Linked DNA regions of Mus musculus: regions 2, 3 and 4 are each linked to region 1. A link is a contact called in public ChIA-PET and HiChIP or PLAC-seq data. All regions are on one chromosome and are shown on one strand. Each heading gives the region's core, a stretch centred on a gene start, on an enhancer-like site or on the middle of the called end of the contact. The rest is flanking DNA. Distances are from core to core; before and after follow the strand shown. Region 1 holds the start of Prkce (protein kinase C, epsilon). Region 2 overlaps Prkce (protein kinase C, epsilon). Region 3 overlaps Prkce (protein kinase C, epsilon). Region 4 overlaps Prkce (protein kinase C, epsilon).

Region 1 (3,205 bases), core at 195-2,694:
CACCAACCTATGCACCTGCATTCCGGGTTCTCTCCCAACTTGCAAGCCACCTGTACTGCCCACTGTTGGGAGGGCACGGGGGGGGGGGCAAGGGATAGTGCCCATCTGTCAAATCTCGTCTTTCATACCCTACTGTATATGTCTCTTCAGCTAGGAAATAAAACGTGCCTCTTCAAGAAAACTGAGCCGCACATGCACACACAGACAGCCCAGAGCCCCAGGACCAATGCTCAGGCAGCAAGTCTTTCCCTGGGACCCGGGACTCCCGGACGTGGAGGACCGACTCACCCAGTCCTCGAAGTGACGGCTCCCATTCTGCAGCAGCTCCTCGAACTGGATGGTGCAGTTGGCCACGAAGTCGTCGTAGCCGATAGGAGCGTCGTGAAAGACAGCCAGCTCGATCTTGCGCCCATTGCACACATCGGTGACGAACTCATCGTGCCAGGCCGGGCTGTTGGTCTTTTGCTTGGTGGCTGTTTGGCCGATGCGCGAGTCGTCCACGTTAAGGGCAATGTAGGGGTCCAAAAGGAACGTCTGTGGCCGGGGTCCCACCGCATGGCGCAGCGACCAGGCTGTGGGCTTCAAGCTCACCGCCTCGCAGATTTTGATCTTAAGAAGGCCATTGAACACTACCATGGTCGGGGCGGGGGTCACTCCGTCCGCCCCGAGGGCAGGATTGAAGAGCAGGAGCAGGCGCGCCGGGAGCCTGGGGGACTCCTGGGTCCCCTCTTGCCCCACCCCACTCACTCGCTACACCTTGTGGCGCTGCCTCCTGGCGCCGCCGATTCTCAGCGAGTGCATGTATTTCCTCGCCGGATTCCTAACGGAAAACAGGGAGGGGGGAGAGCTGGAGACGTCCGTTTTTTTGGAGCAAGTCTCTCCCCCCCACCACCGGCGACACCTCCACGGCAGGAGACGAGCTGTCGCCTCCGCTGCAAGCCGCGGGGGCTGCCTCGCCGCCTCGCTGGTTCTTCGGGTCCGTGTGCGGAGAAGCAGGCGCCGCGCCCGGCGCTCACCTACCTTTCCGAAACATAATCCCCGGGCAATTTCGACTCCCGGAGGGGGAGGGGGCGGCGGGACGGGGCGGGGACGAGAACCGGGGGCACAGATTTCAACCCGGATCCTCTTCGCCCACCCAGCGCCTGCCTCGGACGGCGCGGGGCGGAGGGTGGACTGAGGGATGTGCAGTCTATCCGGAGGGATGCATGTCGAGAGGAAATGGTCCTCCCCGGAGCCAAATTTTTAAAAAATCCACAAGCCGCACGATCAGCCCCGCCGTCACCTCCCGGGTTAAGCAGAGTCGCGCCGTAGCCGGCGATCGCGAGGCGCCCGGTGCCTGGGATCTCACATCCGCGCGGGCTTGGGAGGTAGAGGTGGCCGCCACTTGGGTTCGGGGCGCAGGCCGGCACCCGGCGGTGCGCAGCGCGGCGGCCGGGCAGGGACTGCGACTCCGCGCGGCCCCTCCTCCCGCCCGCCGGCGCCCGCCCGCCCGCCGCGCTCCCCGCGTCCGCGCTCTCGGCTGCCGCCGGCTCGCCGCCCGCCAGAGCGCTCAGCCCGCGATCTGCTTCCCTCGATCGCTGTGCGAGCGATTCTCCCTCCCTCTAATGCAGGAAATGCGCAAAAGACGTCAGTGTGTGTGAGTGTGTGTGTGTGTGTGTGTGTGTGTGTGTGTGTGTGTGTGTGCACGCGCGCGCGCGCGCGCCACTGTTTGGGGAAATAGAAAGTTTTGCCGGTTGGGGGAGCAATACGGGAAAAGTGAGCCGAGCAGAAAAGAGCAGGAGCGGGCCGGCCGGGTCCGTTTGCCGTGGCGCGCGGGGGAGCTGAGGAAGGACTCCGCGCGGAACCCAGGAGTGTGGCGTCGCGGAGGTGCGGGAGCGACTGTCGCAGGCCGAGTCTGTGCTCCTCGGATCTGCACCAGGAGAGCGGGGTCTGGACCCGGAGAGCAGCGGGCCGCGCTTTTCTCTCGCACCCTGCGGCCAACACTATCACTTAAAACTGGGCCTGGTGGAATGGAGGGGGTCGCAATGTCCAAGAAGACTAATCACCTTCCCCCACTCTGCCTGGACTGCGGCGGTCACCAGTCGCCCGCGGAGAGCTGGCCTATTTGTCACTCTGCCCTGGGATTCTCTACTGTGCCGCGATGGGGGAGGGGACACCCGGACTGCTGAGCCCTTCGGCTGGGTGTGAGTTTTGAAACCCTCTTTTTTTCCCCCTTGAGGAGACTCTCCCCTCTGGGGATTTGTTCTGGGCCTGATTGGGTTGCGAGAACTTGTGGAAGACTAGTAGAACCTGGGCCCGGCCTGGTTCGAATGTCTGTTTATTTCTCAAAGTGACTCCTCCTACTTATGCGGGACCTTGTGTGTGCCCCTTAAGAGGACAAGGCTTGATCCGCGCCCTGACAACCGGCGTTCGGGCTGCGGGAAAGCCCGATGCGTCCTCCTGGGGTCCAGTGGCTGTATCCATACTAATTTCCTCGGTAACCTTTAAACTCTCTGGAAGCAGCCGCGACGGCGGCTGGTCACGTGAGGCGAGCCCTGGGCTGCTGGGGAAGAATTTCCTGGGCCAGGGACCAGGACCGGGAAGGCGGGCGGCAGGGAATGGCTCTGTGCCGAGGGGGACTGGGAACCTGGGAGCGCCGGGCGGGGCGCGCCAGGCCCCGGGCGCCGCGCAGCGGGAACTTCCAGCCTGCGCCCGGGAAGGGGTTCGTCCCGCAGCTCTCCGCCGTGTGAGTGGAAAAAGAAAACCTCCGCCCTCACCCGAGTGCCAAGGCAAGTCCGGCTGTTCGTTCGGATGGTGAAAAGCTAAGTGTTTATCTGGCGACTCTGATAAGTGTGGATCAAAATGTACAAACCGCATTCCATTCACTTTTTCCTCTGTGGAAAAGGGTTATCATTTCTTGTAGTTTAAAGATGAGAAGGCAGTCTCCAGGAATGACATACCAAGTACAGTACACACACACACACACACACACACACACACACACACACACACAGAGTTCAGGGGTTTGAGTTCAGGCAGATCTCCTCCTAAAGTTTAAGTGTGCAGTCACGCCCCCTCCCCGTAGCTCACTTACTTTCCTGACAGCCAGTCCTGTTGCGTGGGATAAAAATGCACCTTTGCTATACAGATGCTGATAAAAATGCACCTTTGGCAATGATTATGGCCTTAAGATCATTGGCGCCTAAAAAATAATTTTAAAACTTCC
Region 2 (3,205 bases), core at 505-3,004, 250 kb before region 1:
TGTCTCCCCACTGGATATGAAATCTAGTGTAGGATTCTCCATGAAGCCAGGGCAGTGACTTCAGAGACTTACAGTGAAGTTCTAGCTGTATATGACAATCCTTTAAAAACAATTTAACAACGATATATATCCTCAGAAACATTAACACAGGGAACACACTTCTTTTGTTTTGCTTTGGTTCCAGCCATGGAGTGAGGGTTCCCGTGCCCTGCGCACACACTCCTGGCCACTCATCTGGGGCCAAGTTTACTGGAAAGGCCCTTATACAGACAGAAGTGCCATCCTGTCACCTCTACCTTGCACACAGGCAGAAGTGTGATTCTGATTCTATTTAAGGGAAAGTGCAGCAGACGGTCTCCATGGCAACCCCAAGCAGCATGTAGAATTAGAGCCTAAATCAGGTTTGAGGAGAATTAAGTTGTGGTTGGTTATGTTGTCTGTCTCACCTTGTCACAGGCAGTGGCTTGGGAAACCTGTCCAAAGGTGGGAGACAGGTAGGGCTGACACTCACAGAGCAAGTCCCACAAACACTGTCCTACGGACTCCTCCCTGGACGACCTATCTCAGAACGAGATGCGAACCTTACAGGAAAATGTAAGTTGCACGCGCGCATGTGTGTGTGTGTGTGTGTGTGTGTGTGTGTGTAGAGAGAGAGAGAGAAATAGAGAGGGAGGCAGGGAAGACAGAAGAGGCAGAGGATGAGTAAAGCACACATTCTAGTTCATTTGCCTAGGTTTGTTCTTGCTGACTTTCATTGGTTTTGCTATTTTAACCTCCTTTGAAATGTTGGAACATTCTTTTATTATTATTATTATTATCATTATATATTTTCTTTATTTACATTTCAAATGTTATCCCCTTTCCTAGTTTCCCCCCTGAAAATCCGCCCCCCTGCTCCTCAACTCACCCACTCCCATTCCTGGCCCTGGCAGTCCTCTATACTGGGGCATAGAACCTTCACAGGACCAAGGGCCTCTCCTCCCATTGATGACCGACTAGGCCATCCTCTGCTACATATATAGCTAGAGCCATGAGTCCCACCATGTGTTTTCTTTGATTGGTGGTTTAGTTCCAAGGAGCTCTGTGGGTACTGGTTAGTTCATATTGATGTTCCTCCTATGGGGCTTCAGACCCCTTCAGCAGGTTGGAGCTTTCCTAACCATGTATTTAAGAGCAATGGAACCATCCTCAAGATTACCTTGATCATGACATCCAGCTATTTATAGACTGACCACACCTTAAGCATCTTAACATTACGTCATAGTGTCTAGAACCAGGCAAATATTGCTGCTCTGTGGACAAGCCTATCAAGCTGTCAATATTAACTCTAGTAAGAAGAAAGAGCAGGCATCCCAGGTCTCTTGCCTGCTACCTTGTGATCTCTGGCTAGTGCATAAGCCAGCCTGAGACTCAGTTTCCTGGAAACAATAATCTTTTATCTCCATAATTGTATTTTTTGAGAATCAAATAAGATAATGACTATGTAAGTGCTTTGCAAAACATCAAACAATCCACAAATGATGGGTAGGGCACCATTTTATTATTAATAAGTGCAGAATTTAATGCAAAGAGGTAGGTTCCTGATGGTAACATTATTTTAAGCTGTTTTCTACCCACCATTCTTTTTTTCCTAGGTTCAAAAAGACAGTAAAAGACAGAAGTCTCCATGGCCGGCTGGCTTCAAGGTCAAGGCTCAGTCACGCATGTTTACGTGGCACAAAGAGTGGCCAATCGATTGGACACAGAGATCAGAGTCTAAGTAGAAGCTGCCCGAGCAGATGAACACTGATCAGGAAGGAGTCTCCCTGCCACACAGCCGCCTGCTTTCCTCTTGCTGTGTTTCTGCTCACCCCAGGGGCTAATTCTCCCTACATCTAAAAGATGAAGCAATGTCACGGAGAGGCCCTTCCAGCTACTCCGGTGAGATATCATTAGCCCCAGCTTGTCTCCCCACTCACCCCCAGTCTGTCTACTGCTGAAAAACCTGGGAATCTGAGAAGAAAAGCAGAGACATCCTATAGGAATGGTGATCACACTTAGTGGGAGAGACAGATTGTCCGTACCAATTTGTCCTCTAGACGTTGGAGAATTGGGCCAGGTTCACAGAGAGCAGCACCAGCAACAAAAGAAGCTGTTAAAAGAGTGGGACCTGTGGCCAAGGATATGCGCGAGTGTGTGTGTGTGCGCGCGCATATCCTTGCGCGCACACACACACACACACACACACACACACACATTATTGCCCTTGAAGGTCAAGTGGATACACATGTGCATTTGAGAAGGAACGATGCCCTGGTAGCCAAGAGCTACGGTGACTCTCCACCTGCCTTGGCTCTGATGAGCTATGACAACCCTGCTCCTGGAACATGGAGGAAAGTGACATCCCAGGTACACTGGAGTGAGGGGAAGAACTGGTCACTTCACTTCATCTCACTTTCTTTTCTTTTCCTTTCTTTTCTTTTCTTTCCTTTCCTTTTCTTTTCTCTTCTTTTCTTTTCTTTTCTTTTCTTTTCTTGGATATTTGTTTTCCCCTATCTAGGTCTCCCCTTCAGAAACCCCCTATCCTATCCCCCCTCTCTGCCTCTATGAGTGTGCTCCCCCATCCACCTCCTCCTGTCTTCCTGCCCTGGCATTTCCCTACACTGGGGCATCGAACACCCTCAGGCCCAAGGGCCGCTCCTCCCACTGATGTCCAACAAGGCCATCCTCTGCCACATATGGGGCTGGAGCCATGGGTCCCTCCATGTGTACTCTTTGGTTGATGGTCCAGTCCCTGGGAGCTCTGGGGAGGGAGGGTCTGTCTGGTTGACACTGTTGCTTCACCCCACTTTCTTATGTGGGGCTAACAATACCTAGCTCCCAGACTGCTCTTCCTCCACACAGCCCTGGGCCTGGCTGCCCCTCTTTGGCATTATTTCTTCTCAGCACTGAAGGGTTACTTTATTCATTTATTTCCCTTCATCCAGTGCCCAGAAAGTAGCTCCATCAGTATCAGCCTAGGAAACTGAAGGAGATGGAGAGAAATTGGAAACAACAAATTTCTTCCCTTCTGCACGTCGCATGGCCAAGTGCTCGAGGATCAGGGTTCCTACTTCTGACCACCCTTCACCTGAACAATCCGAGGTTTGCTGTCTTGAAGTAGAGTGATCATCTTCACCCTCTGGTGCCTAGAAAAGGTGAGCTGAGACAGAATTGTAGAAAGAGA
Region 3 (3,205 bases), core at 303-2,802, 210 kb before region 1:
CACCCACAAATAAAAATAAGCCACAAACAAAGAGAAGGAGACATTTCACTCCCAAGTATCTCTCTCTCTCCCCCACCATCTGTTTAGTGGCATATTTTGAAATCTGAGACCTAGTGCTAGCAGCAGGCAGAAAGTTTACAGAATCCTCTCTGTAAACAGTGGTATGTATGCATCTTGCTGGAGCTACAAGCCACCAGCTGTAGTTAATCAGTAGGAATTTAAATCCTGAAAGGAATGGGGGGGGGGGCGGGTTAAATGGTATTTTAATTAAAAAAAAAAAAAAAAAAAAGACCCGGGCTGCACCTGAGTTAAATATTTGACTCACCCTAAGGCTACACCTCTATTCACACTTGTCATATTATTCTTCCTATGATCCAAGGCAGAGAAGGAGAGAGAGAGACAGAGAGAGAGACAGAGACAGAGAGAGACAGAGAAAGACAGAGAGAGAGAGACAGAGAGACACAGAGAGAGAGAGACAAAAGAGAGAGAGAGAGAGAGAGAGAGAGAGAGAGAGAGAGAGAACAGGAAGGAAGTAGGGAGTCTGGAGAGAGAAGCAACTGGTAACTGCTGAGAGGCAAGTGGCCAGCTGAGTGAACAGCCTTGGGAAGCATGGCTCACACACCACAGGATGTACATAGGAACTAGCAGCTCTTTCCAACTGCACTGCTTCCATCTTTGGCCATGTGGATGGCAGGGTGGGAGGTTAGGAGACAGGCATGTTTGGGGCACACCAAATAATTACAGGAGCCCTAGGGCAGCCCCCCTCTTACCACCAGCAAAGAATGAAACTTTCCAGGAGGTTGGTGGAAACAGTGGACGTGGGTCCAGTCACTTGAGATCCTGCACGCTGACTAAAAAGATGGTTGAGAGAAAGAGACTGCCACAAGTCTCTGAAGGAGTTGAGAGCTGTAGGTTGGGAGCAAGTCTGGATTCAGAAGTGGAAGTCGCCTGCATGGTGTGGCTTTTACAGAGCTGTTTTGCTCAGGCTTCCATACCAAATCCTCTGCTGGGTGCGAATCACCAGCTCACCAAACCACCCAACCATACCATGAACTGGGGAACATTGGTCCATTTCACAGTGACAGATGATTGACAGCAGTGTGGCAATGGTATTTGTCCAACATCTCTGCCCTACAAAACTCCCTTATAGGACAGCTCTGAGTCCAACTGAAACAAAATGCAAAATAAATCTTGGCGACCCACAAGGCCTGGATGAGAGACTCACATTTTGGAGTTCTTGATCACCTGCTAAGCAATTCTAGTCCACATTCTTCATTTTTTATTTATTTCTGCACTGGGGTGGGGGAACATGCTAGCAGGGATTGAGTCTAGAACCTCATGCATCCTAGTCAAATGCTCCATCACTGAGCTACAATCCCCCAGATAGGCCCTAGAGTTTATAGCCTGGAGTGATTGGGAAAATAACTCTCAAAGAGGAAATGGAGGGTGTCTCATGGGAGGGGAGTCCCAGCCTCCAGGTGGAAGGGGGAAGAAGGCTGGCCCAGAATGACGAGGGCTCACATGAGCAAAACGAAGCTTCCAGTCTCAGGGGGAGACAGGGATTCCCGAGGGCTAACCTCAGGGGCATCACGCTGCAGTGCCTCTCAAGCTGTCTGTTGTAATGGACCTGTGTTTGCATGATCCTCCTACACAGTCGCCTGCACCTTTCATGCGTATCTCACGCCATAGGTGAGCCACCTATGCGACAACCATCATAGCTATTTTTCCTTACGTTGCTCATCAAGATGAATCTAACCATTGTTGCCCTTGGGCACTGTGGCTGTGGCAAATGGCCATAAACATTTCTAAGTGCTTCAGTTTCTCCTCTTGCCTTTTTTACTAACGAGCAGCAGACTGCCCAACGTCCACAGCATTCTTGAGTGGCATTTGGAAGTGGAGCTGGAGCCGAGGAAGCACAATAAGGCAGTTGAATCATCGTGTGAGTCCCAGGGGACTGTACCCATTTTACAGCATTATAAAACTATGAAGAAGAATGTCCGGATCTGAGTGTGGTGTCTCATGTCTGTAATGCCAGCATTCCACAGAAGGTTCCACAGAAGGTAGCAGTTTCGGGGCTAGCCTGAGCTACACGGAAGGCCTTGTCTTGTTAATAAACAGCAAAATAAAAATGGGATGTCTGGGTGAACATTGGCAGAGCTGGGTTCTAATTCATTGAAGAGTCTGATCCTACTTCCATAAACTTGAATTTCCCTTTTAGAAGATGGTGGGCTAGCAGGATGATGTTCCTAAAACTACCCCCAGCTCCCAGACATTGAGCTTCCTCTCCAGACTCACAGCACCACAGACGACCCGTGCCCTTATGAGTCCTCAGCATTTCCACCGTGAACTACCAGCTCCGACACAGAACATGCCCAAGATCACCTAGACATCAAGTTAGACAAGTTCAAAATGGAACTAAAAAATCGACCCTATGCTCTTGAAGTCCTTGCCATGTGTCATCATGATCCCGTCCTTCTGGTTGCTAGGAAGAAGCCCTTTGGGGTCATCGCCGACTCTTCCCTACGTCCCCCAATCCACTTACGGCATGTCAACACACTCTGACTGTACATGACTCAAAATATCCAAAGTCTACTTCTTCTACCACCCTGATCTGGCTGCTGTCATCACAGCGTGGCTCAGCTCTTGGTCCTCCGTTCCTCCCTTGTACTGTCACTGTTTCTTACTATCCGTTCTTAACAATGAAGCCAGAAAGGCCACATCAGACCTCAGGTCAGGCCATCCCTCTGCCCAGAGCCCAACTGTGGCTCCCACCTTTCCTTGGGGTCAAGGCCAGATCCTCAGTGTGACCCTCAGTGTGATGGTACTCAGTGTCCCACTGAGCTGGCTCTCTGCTCCTGCCCTAGATTCTTCTCCTTCTTGGCCCACGCTGGCTTTCTCATGTGCAGGGCCTTTGCACTCCTGTCTTCTCTGTCCGAGCTGTCTTTCACACCTGCATGATTAACTTCACCACCTCCAGATTTTCCTAACTCACCTCCCTCCCCCACTACCCACTTCACTCACTCTCTGCCCCACCTTTTTTTTTTCTTCATTTTTCCTCCCCTACCAAGTAAGATCCGTCTTTGGTATTTCTCAGGGGAAGAGCTTGGTCTGTGCTTATCCTTGCTGTCTACAAAGCAGATAAACGACAGAGGGAAGCAGGGCCTGCTCTGGGTGGTCCAAGGCCCTCAGGTGGCCTGGGGGAGGA
Region 4 (3,205 bases), core at 337-2,836, 160 kb before region 1:
CTCTCTGTGTGTGTGTGTGTGTGTGTGTGTGTGTGTGTGTGTGTGTGTGTGTGTGTTGGAGCAAGAGGGCTCTTGACATGCTTCTCTTCCAGGCCTCACAGTCTTTGCTGGGGTGCCAGCTGGAGCAAGCTTCACACAATGGCTGGAGGCGATTGTCCTCTAGAACACTGTAGCTTGGAGTCCACCCAGCCACCCGCTTCCCTTTCCTCATTTCCACTACAGGTCCTTCTCTGATCACCCTGCCCCAGGCGGGCTCTGCTCCCTGATAGAAGTGTATTCATGACTCATGTTGAACACACGCACGCTCTACTTGGGTTTTAATTTATTGTACATGTTCCTGAAGGTTTAGATTTCACAAACACACAGCTAATCTCAGAGGTGGCTGTGTTCACTCTGCAAACCCACGCGGGCATTCTAGAACACGGTGCTGTCGGGTGTTTTTATTCCCTCTGAGTGGGCCCTGATAAATGTCCCATACGTTATTTGTATTGTGAAAAGGAGATTTAGGATAGGCCATGATGAAGTGCCCATTAGGCCCAGTCCGCCTCCAGCTGTCATGTGTGACATTTAGGACCGGAACTTGAGTCTTGGGGCAGCCTCTCTGACCCTCTCTGAACCTCTATTTTCTTTGTGGGAAGGGGGAGAGATGATCCTAAGGTTTCTTCCAGCTGTATAGTCTCATGGGGCCACACTGTCCATTAAAGGGCTGGGCACAGGGCTAGAAAGAGAAAGTGGAACGAATCTGTCTGTGTCATCACTGCTCAGAAATATGGGCCTTCATTAGCATCTGCATCTGCTTCTTCCCAGAGAGTTGCAATGGAAGAGCCATCTGCCTGCAGTCATTAACCCCGGGCTTGCCCTGCCCTGCTAATGTGCTCACTTTAAGGACCCCAACCCACCCCACCCCACCCCCCAAAAAATCATAGCCAGGAAGGCCCTGGCAAAACTAGCCCATCCCAGCTCCTTGGAAAGGCAGCTGAGCCTCAGAGTCCAGTTAGATAAATGCAGAAGGTAGGTGTTTGCCTTCCTGGCTGCTGGTTAGAACGGTGGTGAGGTCATGCAGAATTCCCTGGAGTCCTGAATCCTGGAACCCAATTATAAACGCATATCAACCCCAGCTCAAACAAGGCTCATTCCTAGGCTGCTAGCTGAGCCAGGAACCCTCACAGTGGAACTTCAGCAGCCATTTTTTTTCCAATTGTGTGTGTGTGTGTGTATGTGTGTATGTGTGTGTGTTTAAAACCAAGCTAGGAAGGTTCCTTAAGAAGGTTCCTGCCATACTGACAAGGCTCCAAAACTCTAACATGCCCACTCCACGTTGATGTATTTGCTCGGGGTTCTAATGCTCGATAGCATGTGGGTTCACAGGACTCTTTCTACCATTAAACTGCAGGTTAGACCAGGACAGAGAAGAAGGCTTGGCTATTCTACCTGTTCTCCTGGGACACCACCTAGCTGGGTGGCAGTTCCCATGCTGTGCACTTTAAAGCTCTGTGGCACATTTAACTCACACAACCTACCGACTAGACACTGTTTCTATGACTTCCTGGCAGCTCCTCTGTGCGAGGTGTTGACCTCAGGAGTGGTTTACAGCCACTAACTCATTTAATCCTCACAACAACGAGGTACTGCCTCTTTGTTGTGAGGACAGAGTGTTTACAGGAGAGGACTTGAGGCACAGGGAGTGTGGCCATGCCCCAGGGCCCCCTGGGGGTGGGAGGACAGTCACAACCGCAGGCTTCAGCTCTTCACTGCTCTTCACCACCATATTCTTTGGCTTCCTGTGTGGTCTACCATACCCAGTGCTCCCTAAATCACCTTCAGAGGTCAACATCAACAACAATTCCAATTTCTACTTTCCATTTCAAACCTCCCTTCTGCTGCCAGGATTGAGTTTCCCCTCAAGAGGGCCTCATCTGTCTGAGGGGGAAACAGCCTTCCCTCTGTATGTGAATAAGGCTTTGCATCTTTCACAAGCCCTGACACCTGATCACCTCTCTATGCCTTGCCGCAGATATTCCTATAGGGCAAGCAGAACAAGTGTTCTTAACCTCCTTTACAAATGTAGACTCTTTCCTCTGTGCTGGTAGGACACACTTGGTCACACTGTTGCTCAGGGTGGAGGCTGAGGCCACACCTCAGTCTGCAGCTCTCTCGGGTTCCCTTTCTTCCTACTGTAATAGGAAATGACTACAAATCGTATTAAGATTGTCCCCGTGGCTGAGTCACCAGACGAGTCTTAATGGGAGAATGAAGAAATGAATGAGCAAATAAATTAAATAAATAAATGAGAAGAAGCTGCATTGTGGAGGTGTGAGCTTTATCTGTAATAGTCCCCGTAAATGTTGAGTTTGTATTTAAATGCCTGGAGATACTATTACGAAGTTTGGAGAATGGTGGAGTTGGTGGCATCCTTTTGCACGGGCACGGGGATGAGTTCACATGACAGCTGCGGATGATGGCACACATCTCACTCTCAACACCAGAGCTGCGGAGCTGGGAGGACGCTCTTGGCTTCCTGACAAGATAGGTTCAGCAGGCTTCCATCTCAAAAAACAAAGTGGCAAGGGATCAAAGGAGACACTCAGCATCAGCCTCCACATGTGTACATCCATACACACACACACACATGCCTATGCACACACACACACACAGAGATACACTTAAAAAGGATATTGTCAAGGGTAGATAAATGTGGCTTGAAATTCAGGAATCACAGAAGCCTTCCCATAGGCTGTTATTCTAAGAATCCACACCCCTCTTCCCTGTTATTGGTCAATCTGTTTTTTAACAATTTAGAAGCTCTACGTCCTTCTCCAGGCTCAGGCCAATTCTAATTCTCCTCAGTCACATGTAGATGGTAACTTTTAGTTCATTCTACTTTATCAACATCTGAGAACACTGGAGCAAGATCACAATTCATAGAGAACATGAAACAGTTTTGGTGTGAGATCAGACAATCTCCTCCCTTCTTGAGCCTCACTTACTCCAGGGTTATTCTTTGTTTTTCTTAATTTTCAGTGAAAATCTACATATTAATAAGCATATTCATCTCTTTTTAAAACAGTCTGCTATATATACTCCTTTGTATGTGAGTTTTGGTGTGTATTGATCTTGGACATCCTCCTGTCAGAAAAAAAAAAAAAAAAAAATATATATATATATATATATATATATATATATATATATATATATATATATATAT

Evidence for each region. ChIA-PET counts read pairs in DNA pulled down with a chosen protein or histone mark. HiChIP or PLAC-seq counts read pairs in DNA pulled down with a chosen protein or histone mark.
Region 2: an H3K27ac HiChIP or PLAC-seq map of hepatocytes shows a contact between it and region 1, with 4 times the contacts expected there. The contact joins the enhancer-like site here to the promoter of Prkce in region 1. A contact is called at or near these places in 3 of 39 promoter capture datasets (the 3T3-L1 cell line, hippocampal neurons and liver), 2 of 15 datasets of contacts at CTCF or cohesin (the NIH/3T3 cell line and pro-B cells), 7 of 484 Hi-C or Micro-C datasets (3T3-L1-derived adipocytes, Sertoli cells, bone marrow-derived macrophages and 4 more), 22 of 115 datasets of contacts at active chromatin or transcription factors (the 230-238 cell line, SST interneurons, bone marrow-derived macrophages and 16 more) and 3 of 9 other capture datasets (adipose tissue, embryonic stem cells and liver).
Region 3: a contact with region 1 is called in an H3K4me3 HiChIP or PLAC-seq map of pro-B cells, with 3 times the contacts expected there. The contact joins the enhancer-like site here to the promoter of Prkce in region 1. A contact is called at or near these places in 18 of 39 promoter capture datasets (the 3T3-L1 cell line, the C10 cell line, the HPC-7 cell line and 13 more), 2 of 15 datasets of contacts at CTCF or cohesin (large pre-B cells and pro-B cells), 16 of 484 Hi-C or Micro-C datasets (B cells, the N1E-115 cell line, bone marrow-derived macrophages and 10 more), 24 of 115 datasets of contacts at active chromatin or transcription factors (the 230-238 cell line, SST interneurons, VIP interneurons and 17 more) and 3 of 9 other capture datasets (adipose tissue, liver and pancreatic islet).
Region 4: a contact with region 1 is called in an RNA polymerase II ChIA-PET map of memory CD8 T cells, with 186 read pairs. The contact joins the enhancer-like site here to the promoter of Prkce in region 1. A contact is called at or near these places in 9 of 39 promoter capture datasets (the 3T3-L1 cell line, the C10 cell line, cranial neural crest and 5 more), 13 of 484 Hi-C or Micro-C datasets (CD8 T cells, the N1E-115 cell line, bone marrow-derived macrophages and 8 more), 26 of 115 datasets of contacts at active chromatin or transcription factors (the 230-238 cell line, the HPC-7 cell line, the SCID.adh cell line and 20 more) and 3 of 9 other capture datasets (adipose tissue, liver and pancreatic islet).

What each region holds. Positions count from the first base shown.
Region 1 is chr17:86,166,024-86,169,228 of GRCm38.p6, reverse strand. Prkce (protein kinase C, epsilon) reads right to left here and starts at 1,444. Exons shown (of 15, transcript NM_011104.3): 1 at 289-1,444. The coding sequence starts at 636. It overlaps Gm5817 (predicted gene 5817), which reads left to right and starts at 1,744. Exons shown (of 2, transcript NR_165800.1): 1 at 1,744-2,768.
Region 2 is chr17:86,413,365-86,416,569 of GRCm38.p6, reverse strand. The region is part of intron 2 of Prkce (protein kinase C, epsilon); the gene reads right to left. Among named protein-coding and RNA genes, the nearest start is that of Gm30284, 30 kb to the left of the region's middle. Within about 2 kb of position 1,754, at least 6 of the 459 cell types and tissues checked have an H3K27ac peak or open chromatin away from gene starts, as enhancers often do. A contact at or near this core is called in hepatocytes and liver, where this site is marked.
Region 3 is chr17:86,380,003-86,383,207 of GRCm38.p6, reverse strand. All of the region lies in intron 2 of Prkce (protein kinase C, epsilon), which reads right to left. Among named protein-coding and RNA genes, the nearest start is that of Gm30284, 63 kb to the left of the region's middle. Within about 2 kb of position 1,552, at least 14 of the 459 cell types and tissues checked have an H3K27ac peak or open chromatin away from gene starts, as enhancers often do. A contact at or near this core is called in pre-B cells, pro-B cells and uterus, where this site is marked.
Region 4 is chr17:86,321,967-86,325,171 of GRCm38.p6, reverse strand. The region is part of intron 1 of Prkce (protein kinase C, epsilon); the gene reads right to left. Among named protein-coding and RNA genes, the nearest start is that of 2010106C02Rik, 36 kb to the right of the region's middle. Within about 2 kb of position 1,586, at least 72 of the 459 cell types and tissues checked have an H3K27ac peak or open chromatin away from gene starts, as enhancers often do. A contact at or near this core is called in CD8 T cells, the HPC-7 cell line, the N1E-115 cell line and 6 more, where this site is marked.